Linked DNA regions of Gossypium hirsutum: region 1 is linked to region 2. A link is a contact called in public Hi-C data. All regions are on one chromosome and are shown on one strand. Each heading gives the region's core, a stretch centred on a gene start, on an enhancer-like site or on the middle of the called end of the contact. The rest is flanking DNA. Distances are from core to core; before and after follow the strand shown. Region 1 has its middle 11 kb from the start of LOC107937944. Region 2 holds the start of LOC107937965 (glycoprotein 3-alpha-L-fucosyltransferase A).

The links. A called contact is a pair of places that touch in the nucleus more often than the background predicts.
Region 1: a Hi-C map of leaf shows a contact between it and region 2, with 2.4 times the contacts expected there. The contact joins the enhancer-like site here to the promoter of LOC107937965 in region 2. A contact is called at or near these places in 5 of 34 Hi-C or Micro-C datasets (hypocotyl and leaf).

What each region holds. Positions count from the first base shown.
Region 1 is chrA12:3,362,754-3,367,565 of Gossypium_hirsutum_v2.1, reverse strand. No RefSeq gene overlaps it. Among protein-coding and RNA genes, the nearest start is that of LOC107937944, 11 kb to the right of the region's middle. Within about 2 kb of position 1,930, at least 2 of the 9 cell types and tissues checked have an H3K27ac peak or open chromatin away from gene starts, as enhancers often do. A contact at or near this core is called in leaf, where this site is marked.
Region 2 is chrA12:3,322,581-3,327,660 of Gossypium_hirsutum_v2.1, reverse strand. It overlaps LOC107937965 (glycoprotein 3-alpha-L-fucosyltransferase A), which reads right to left and starts at 2,602. Exons shown (of 7, transcript XM_016870983.2): 1 at 1,973-2,602; 2 at 1,230-1,390; 3 at 506-747. The coding sequence starts at 2,374.

The sequences.
Region 1 (4,812 bases), core at 681-3,180, 41 kb before region 2:
AAACAAGAAATGACTAAAATCGAACTAAAAACAGAGTTTTGGGACAAATTTAAAAGAAATAAAGGGAAAAGGATCAAAATGCAACACGCGCGTAATCTGGAAGGACTGAAACAGAAATTATTCCTTCCCTTCAAAACGCAGCGCAGCACGGGAGACCAAATTGCAGAGCATAATGAATTTCGGGGCCAAATTAAAATAAATAGAAACTTGATTGCAGAACATAAAAAAGCGGAAGGGCCTAATGTGCAAATAGACCATTAAGTAAAAAACACGCGGATCCTGAGGCGGGTTCGGATCGAACGGATCGGGTATGCTCAAAACGACGTCGTTTTGGGTGCTAATGACCAGCCCCAAAACGATGTCATTTTAGGGGGCTATAAAAGTCATGTTTTTGAGAAAAAAATCATTTATTAGCCTGAGGAAAAAAAAAGGGGAGAGAGAGGAGAGAATTCTCTCTGAGATAGGCCCAACTCCGGCCAGGAAGGTCGCCGCCGGCCACCGTACACGGTGGCCGAAAATTCGAAAAAAGGTATTTTTATTTTTATCTTTTCTTATATTTTTTATATGTATTTATAATAAAAATATATATTCATGCAAATCAATAGATTCGAAAAAAATAAAGATAAAAAAATCACCTTAGGTATTTGCTTTTGATTTTGGTATTTTTGGTTCCCTGATTCGGTGTTATACTCGTGCTTTTTATCAATGGAATTGCTATTCTCGTTTTTGCTTTTAAAATTGAATGTTTGTATTTGTGCAAAATTGCTGAATCCCCAAACTGATTTTTTTCCTGGCTTTTTAAAGCCATTTTACATATATTTCCTATTATTTTCACTGTTGTTTGCGTGTTCCTCTTGCAGGAACAGTTGGAGCGGTGCTGAGACAGCGTTAGAGGTGTCAGAAGGGTGGTGGCAGGTGGTGGTGACAGACCATAGGGGCGGCGGCCAGCTAGGCTAGGGTTTCTTTTCTTTTTTGTTTTTTTGTTTTAGATATTGGGCTAGGGTTTGAAATTGGGCTTAGTTGGGTTTGGTTTTTTTAGTTTAGTTTGGGGTGGATTTAATTTATTTGGGCCGGGCAAATTGAGCTTGTAACAAATTTGATTTGGATTTTTGTTTTCTTATGACAATTCACATGGTAACAAAGGTTTCTTGGTGACCAAAGAATGTTTTATTATTTTTCTTAGTCTTGGGTTGTGATTTTATTATTGATTTTAATTGAGTTTTTGGGGTTGCTGAGGTGTTTTTCAAGACTGTTTTGGGGTGCTGCTAAGCCTTCTGCGTTTCTTTTCTTTTTTTTTTGTATTGGTTTGGTTGGATATGGGGTTTAGGTTGGGGATGGTGTCATTTGCTTGAGTATGTTGTGTTTATTTGCTTATGTGATAAGTATGGGTGTGCTTGATGTGATCCTGTTTTGTTTTCTGTTTCGCCAACCTCTTGCTTACTCGTATTTTTGGGATTTCAAATTATAAAATGACACATCAGATAAATATGAAGAATAACTTTTATATGTAAATATTAAATTTAGAAAAACCTTGAAATTTTTGTAAAAGTTTTAATTTTCTTTTATTTACTTTTTTATTTCTTATTATTTCATTTTAACATTTTATTTCTCTTAATTTTTTATTGTAAATAAAATATGAAATAGTTAAGTTAACTATTTTAATTATGAAAGGACCTAATTGATATATCATTGATAGTTTAAGAATTTAATTAGAATACTTTAAAATTCAAGTTCACATTTGATACAATTAACTTAAATTTTTATTTTATAATAATTGAACTCATGGTTGGATGGATTAAATTAAAAATTATAACAATAATAAAGGCTTGCCATAAAAGGTGTGGAAGAAGCACTAACTTAGGGTTGGGCCCAACAAATTGATTTGAAATGAAAAGAATGGGTTGGGTTGGGTTTTGATTTAATATGTAAATTTTAAAAATACTTAGTGATGATGTCAACATGTGATTCATTACTTAGGTTTAATTGTTGTCTTCTGCCCACGTTGATCACGTGGAAAACACCATTTATTATAAATATATGATTTTAACTGTGTTATCCAAATTCACACCTAAATTTTATTTTGAATAATGTACACTATCCAATTTCCAATAGGTGGTGTATAGTTTTTAAATTATTTTTTATCTATTTAATTTCTATAATTTTAAAATTTTATTTTTATACCTTTCTAATCATATTATCCTTTCAAAATATCTTTATCTTTATATATATGTTCCTATTAAAATTTTAATTCATAATTATTTTCATGCACATAAAGTATTTAAAACATCTTATGATTGCTCAATAAAGTTTTTTTTTTTTTGTTGTTGTCAATTTTCATTTTATTAAATATTTTAATTAAGTTAATTAATAATTTAAAATTTTATTAAGATAGTTTTTAGGATAATATATCTTAATTTATTTTCTCAACTTCTGTTTATTAATAAATTTAAATGAAATATATGTTTTATTTTTATAATTTTATAACTTCAAATTTTTAAAAAAGATATTGATTTTAATTTATTTATTTTAAATTTTAACTGTTTATACATTTTATAAAAAACTCATTTATATAATTTTAATTACCATTAAATAGTGTAAAGTTTTAAAATTATAAATCTAGAATTAGAGTTTAGCTTTACAAAAATGAAAATAATTTTATAATATATAATTTTTATTAATATAAATATATATTTAATGAAAATTTGTTAATAATTTACTTTCTTACACTTTGTATATTTTTACAACACATGTAGAAAAAAAAAAACTATTCTATGGCATATAATTTTAGTATTTGAATTTATTTTTTAACTTTAAAGTATATATATATTTTAAGATAATATGAATTAAATAAATTAATATAAATTTGAAAATTTAAATAAATAAATATTAAATATTTTTGATCATTTAAAATTTAAATTTATTTTGATCATTAAAATAAATTAATTTTAATTTGTTTTCAAATCATACCTATTTCTTATATTATGATTAAATAATAATTTTATTTCTATTTTATTTTCTTTTTTTTATTAAGTTTTATTTTAAATGTTTTGCTATACTTATATTACAATTTGATAATATTCATAATTTCTTTTTTGTTATATTAAAATTTAGAGATAAATCTCAAAATTATATATGAACTTTGATTTAATCTATAATTTTATAAATAAACTTTAATTTGGTGCAATTATACACGTAAAATTCTAATTATGGTTCAAATATATGCTTGACACTTTAATTTTAATTTAATTATATGCATTTAGAGAAATAAATACATCAATTTATTATTATATTGGATAAATATAATTATTTATATATGCAATATATAAACATACAATGATGTTGTATCAATAATTGTGTTAATGGTTTACAAAAATTAGATCAAATTAAAGTTTCATGTATAAAATTGCATAAAGTAAAAATTTATGTATATGATTGCACATTAAACCATAATTCATATATAATTTTGAGATTTATCCATAAAATTTATTAATAATATTAAATTATATGTATCAAAAAATATTAAATTATAAGATAATATTTCTTTTATTTAAAAATAAATAAAACTAGTTACTGCATCGCATAGGTAACAACTAACAAGCTAGTATAATCTTCATACAAATAAGGTAAAAATCACATTTAGGTTAGTTAAATTTGTGACAGGTGTCACACTTATAATATAATATAATTCTATATTTAATTAAATTATGAAAATTATTTCCTTTTAGTATTCTCTTCAAATTGACATTTTAAAATTAAAAATGTAGTTAAAACTTTTCTCTTCTTTCTCTAAATCTATAGTTTTTTATCTTTTGTTTTGCTCAGCGGCGGTATTACCTTCTTTTCTTTCTTTCTTTCTTTTTTTTCTCATTCACTACACATGTATTTTCTCTTTTCAGTTTGCAGATCTATTTTGTGGGTATCTTTGTTGCTTTTACAAGTTGTGATAAACAGGTGGCGGTGCATATCGTTCGCTATAACTCCACCGGCCACCAGTAATTTTTCTTGGAAAGTGGGTGGCTCTTCGTCAATTTCTTAATTTGTTTCTGTTTTGAGAGTATTTTAAAATAATAAATGAATTCACGTGTCTATTTAGACTCATGTTGTCTTAAGTTTTATATGTTTTGTTGTTTGTTTTTCCATTGTTTAATAAGTCTTCAGATTTAGAAGTTTTTGTCTGCTCTTATAGCACATTTTTTAGTTTTGCGTATGCATGTCATCTTGGTTTTACAAGTGATTTTAGGAATGATTTTGTTGTCGGCTTCTCTAGCACATTTTATTTTTATTTTTGGAAATTCATCACAACTTGATGTGGAATAAACATTTTTTTAAGATTTAAACTAATTAAAATCATTTAAACCCTAAAATTAAAACTGCCATCTTTTTTTTCTTGTTGAAATAAGAAGCTAAAACAGGATAAAAAAAAGGTTCTAAAATCGGGTTCATTCGAAAACACCCTTTCAACTACAAACCTGATTTCTTCTTCAATCGAAAGTGGGTAAGGTGTTCCTTTTTCTTGGATTCATATTTAATTGTGGTTGTTGTTTTTCCTCAAACTTAGGGTTGTTTTTATTATTTTGGGTTTACTTTTAACAGGTTTAGGACCAACATAGAGTTGATTTTTTTCTTGTCGGTTTGTTGTTCTATTTGAACTTTAAAAGTCAATTCTCACTTTTGGTTTATTTGTTGGTTGAAGGTTTAGGAAGGGGAGTAATGAGTTCATCCTTCTCATCGTTTGAAAGCAGGAGAAGCAACGGCCATAGTCGTGTGCGTCTTTTGAGTACAAGGGAGATGGTGTGTTTTGCTACTGTCTGA
Region 2 (5,080 bases), core at 1,353-3,852:
TTTACATGATGCGCATTTTGAGGAAAACAATTCCTCCCAAACAGTCTTTTGCTAAAACGGCCCATATCCTTTTTATACCGACAAAATAACATGCTGAAATTGATAGCTGGAGCAACTAACATGTATAGCTATGGATAACCAGAATGGCTGAGCAGAAATGCTGATTTGGCTAGAGTTGTCACTTGAGGAGGTAAAAAAAATAGATCTCTCACTATTTTCGAGAAACCATTATCATTATGAGAGTAGTGCACTGTGAAATTCCAGGTTTATTTACCCGGAGTAAGAAATATACAAAGCTACACCTCAGGTATAGAGTATTGAAACCTCAGAAATGCAGGAAATATTTAAGTAATAGAAAACATAGACATCAATAACTTGTAGTTTACATATAGGAAGTACCAAAAATTAGACAACTACAACATTTAACGGTTTAATATCAGAGTGCATTTCAGTATATAATTACTTAAAATATAAAAAAGCCTAACAAAACAAAAACTCGTCTCACCGTTTCCATCGCGATTTCTACGGCAACTACCATAAGAATCTATCTTGATATTTGCCTTTTCAAGCCCAACAAGTGCTTCCAAACGAAAGTTGCGGGCACCACAATTAGAAATGAAAGCAGCTGCATAGGCCTTTTCAGTCTTTGGCATCACTGGTGCCATGATATCATACTCGGCCCATGAAAAATATCCAACAGGAACATCCGATGAAAGGCTAGTTGTCATTACAATATCATAACCCCTCCTAATCCAAAAGGAAAAGGAAAAATAAAAACTTTTAGCATTACAGAAACTTCCCCATTAACCAGAATCCACTTTTAGCATTGCTCTGCAGGACACTTATTCAGTGAAACAACTGGCACACATACAACAGTTTAAGGGTCAATAGTCAAGTTCATTTATGTCGAACATTTCCAGAATAGAAGCCAGCTTAATTACAAAAAAGATGCTAATGGAGTTACTGAATGCTTTTAGATAAAATCTCACAAACTGTTAACATTATATAAACATATTAGAAGTACATGCTAAATATCATGGAAAACATAAGGACACATGTAGCCATGTCTATGAGCTTAGATTCTGGGAAATGCAGGCAAAAGCTTGGTAAAGAGAATATTGGAAAGAAATAAAGTGCTTAATGAGCAGAAAAGAAGCCCCACAACATTCATGGCAAAATCCGTGTTAGTTTCAAATGCAACCAAGTCATTACAGATAGTGCTTACCCACCGTCGTGCCTGAGCAAGATTATTCTCTGAATAGTACGAAGCCGATTCCATCGAGCGCAGCACACTAGCTACTCCAGATTGTTGAGGCAAACCAAAGGCAGCATCAGGCTTCTTACTGGGATCAAACCCAAACTTACAACTAACAGCACAAGTTTCCCACTCCTACATAACCATGAAGAGGAAGTTAGGAATACGCAAGGAAACATTTATTAAACCTAAAACCACTTAGCCAGATCGACTAAACTCCCCAGAGTCATCAAGGAAAGTTCAACTTCTACATAACACCAAAGCCACGAATATCAATATGCAAAATGATAAGAACATTTTAGAGTGAATTAGCATCAGTCAGTAACATTTGTTAACTCCTAATGTTATATATAACAAAAAATAGAGGAGAGGTAAAATAAACTTATATATGTTCCTTTGACCACCTTAAAAAATTCTATAGGGAGATGATCTTCCCTTAAAAGCTATAATTCATATTGTTAATACAATTCCTATGATTCTGTCAAATTGTGCAAATAACTGTGTAAGAATAACAATTTCATAGAAAAATCGATTTGAAAAAAAAAATCAGAATCTTAAAAGCTAAAGGTTCCAATTTGAAACAGATAAGTGCAGTTTCAATACGCTAAATTATCTAACGACCTTTCAAAGACCAAAAAAAGACAATTGATCATCCTATCATTTTATCTCAAAAAAAGAAAGGAAAAAAGGAAGAAGAAGAAGAAATGGTGAAGAAACCTGGTCAGCACCAGAAACCCAGATGGGATCCTTGGCAAAATCCCTTGAATAAATCACGCCATCTTCTCTTTCAAGCCACTCCTCACAGCTCTCTTTAAACAAGTTCTGATCGCCACCCAATGTTTCAATATCGAGCTTTTCAACGCCAGCAACCTCTGCTCCATCAGAAGGGTGGTATTTATAGAACATCTCAGGCCATGAATCGAAAAAGGCAGCATTTTTGGCCATGTCAAGACGACCCAAAAACGCAATTTCAGCTATGACTACAAGGGCCACAACTAAAGGCATCAAATTGGAACATTTTGTCTTGTTGGAAACTGATGTGGAAGATGGCAAACTATCAGATAAGGGCAACCCATGTTCTTGGGTTCTTGGTCCTCTTAGATTTGAGATAATACCCATCAAAAAAAAAAAAAAAGAGACCTCGTCTGTGTCTCGCTCTCTCGATCTAGCTCTCTCTACAAAGGGGACAAAAAAACAAATCGAAGGAGGTAGTAAACCTTTTCCGCTTTAAAATGTTTAAGACGTTAGTGAAATTAAACTCGAACCAAGAAGAATTTTCTTTTCCTCTTTTTCTGTTCTTTTGGATTTTATATGTCTATGTCTGAAGCAGAACTTGTCCTAAGAAAAAAAACATGAAAAATGTTAGGATTATTTTCTTCAAAAGTCCCTACACTATTATCACCTAACCTTCACAAAGATTATTAACGAGTCCTCAAAGTCAATGGTCAGTTTAAGCATCTAAATTAAGCAAATTAAATTGTAAATAAGTGTACCTAAATTTAAATGTAATGATTTAAAATAAATAGTATTAATAAAATCTAGGGAAGTTATCTTTTTAATATATCATATCTAAACAAGTAAAATTTAAGCTAATATTTAATAAAAAAAATAGATTGAGTGTTCAATTCCAATGTTTTGAAATTTAGGACCAATATAAAATATGAATCATACATTGAAAATATGGAGTGCAATTAATCCAAAAGGTTAGGGCAAAGACTTCAAAAGGTCTGCGGGGGTTGGTCTAGTTGCTAAGAGGCGGCGTTGGACTTTCCCATTCAGTTTAATATTATTGTGGAATTAGTTTTGGACGCTCTTTGATTTTACTTTATATGATACTACAATTTACAGCATCTTCCAACCATTTCTTTTCTTAATTTTCTTCCTCTCAATTTCTTTATATCTACTGGCTAAACTATTAAAATAGTTATTTTTATTTACCTCATATTATATTTTAGTCATTTATGTTTGAAATGTAACATTTTAGTCACGTACACTAACGTGTTGTAACATTTTAGTCATTGGGTCGTTAATTGTCGTTAATGGTGTAACGGTAAGCTGACGTAGCACGTTAAATCATCATTTTAAACAAAAATTTTAAGTTAAATTATATAATTGGTCCTTATTTTTTTTCGTTTTGATCAATTTAATCTTTTTATTTTATGTTCTTTTAATTTTTTCTTTACTTTTCATTTGTTAAAATTAGTCTTTATACTTTTATTTTTTTGAACAATTTAATTTTCTTTTTCTTTTTTTATTTTCCTTTTCTTCTTCTCCGTTAGTTTTAATAAATAGAAAACATAGGAAAATTACATTAAAAGAGATGAAGGAGGAAAGAATATAAGGGGAGAAGTAGAAGAGGATGAAAAAAAAAGGAAAATTAAAAGAACATAAAAAAAATTAAATTGCTCAAAACGAAAAAATATGAGTACCAATTGTATAATTTAACTTAAAATATGATGATTTAACGTGTTACCTCATCTTACCATTACATTGTTAACAGCAATTAATAGTTTAGTAATTAAGATGTTATAACATGTTAATATAAGTGACTAAAATGTAATATTTTAAACATAAATGACTAAAATGTAACTTAAGGTAAATAAAAGTGACTATTTTGATAGTTCACCCTTTATTAAAAGAGGGGAGTTGAAATTACACTGCCACAACAACCCATAAAAATGTTTAAGCTACCTCCAGCCATAACTGCCTTTCGGGAAATAAAATCACTATCTAGAGAACTGAAACAAACATTAAAAAAAGAGTCGATTGAGGGGTATTACAACTTTAAATGGTAGGTTTTGATACAAATTGTTAACTTGAAAGCAATTGCTAAGTACTAAGCTAAGTTTTGACAGAAGTGATTAGAAAGTTGGCACTTCTCCAAGAACTGTGAAACAAAGAACAAACAACAAGGTACACGAAGATTGTTTATGCAGTTCGATTTCCTTATGTCTTTAATAATTTTTGCATGTAAAGCAAAATAAAAACAAATATTATCTCACTAGTTGTCTAATATTTAACTAATACTAAGCGATATTACGTGGTCAGATCGTATTACGAAAATAGAACTTATGTTAGTAGATGAACTTAAACATGTCCTTAGTCTAATCGAAAATAATCAAATCGATTAAAAGGTTGATATGTCATCTATCAAATCTCATTGGGGAGATTCTTTATCTTATACATCGAAATGAATAACTATCAAAAGATAGAGACATAAATGTGATTGACTAGACTGGCAGTACATCGAACAAGACCCAAGTAGAATAATTCCTGAACCCATTTGTGTATTTATTTACTTGTAACATTCATAGTGTGACATACCTTAATCTTAGGTGGATGATGGACTATGTATGTGTAACTTGTTGATCTATCACTGTTCGTTGTGGCAAATTCAAGTATTTTTGGCACTTAATGAGCTTGTTTTTGAGTCATCTTATATTATTTTTTTATGTTTTCTAATTTTAGTAGGTTGTGTTTAATTTTAGTAAAATAAGTGTTTTACGCATATTTTGGTAATGTAATGACTTAATGGGCTAATATATGGGCCTAGGGAAGGACTAATAAGTCGATTTAGTGTGCAGAACACCATTTTTAGGCCAAGAACATTAAAGAAAACGACAATGTCATGACACCAGCATGTGGTGTCGCAACATCGCATTTCAAAACTAAAGAAGTCCCTCGTGAAGTTCAATGTCACGACACTAGTCCTGTGGTGTCGCGACACCAGAATAATGAAGGACAATTTTAAGTCAAAGGTGTTTTTGTTTGCATGACACATTTTATTCAGCCTTATGACTTGTAAATGACCTAGTTAGGGCAGAA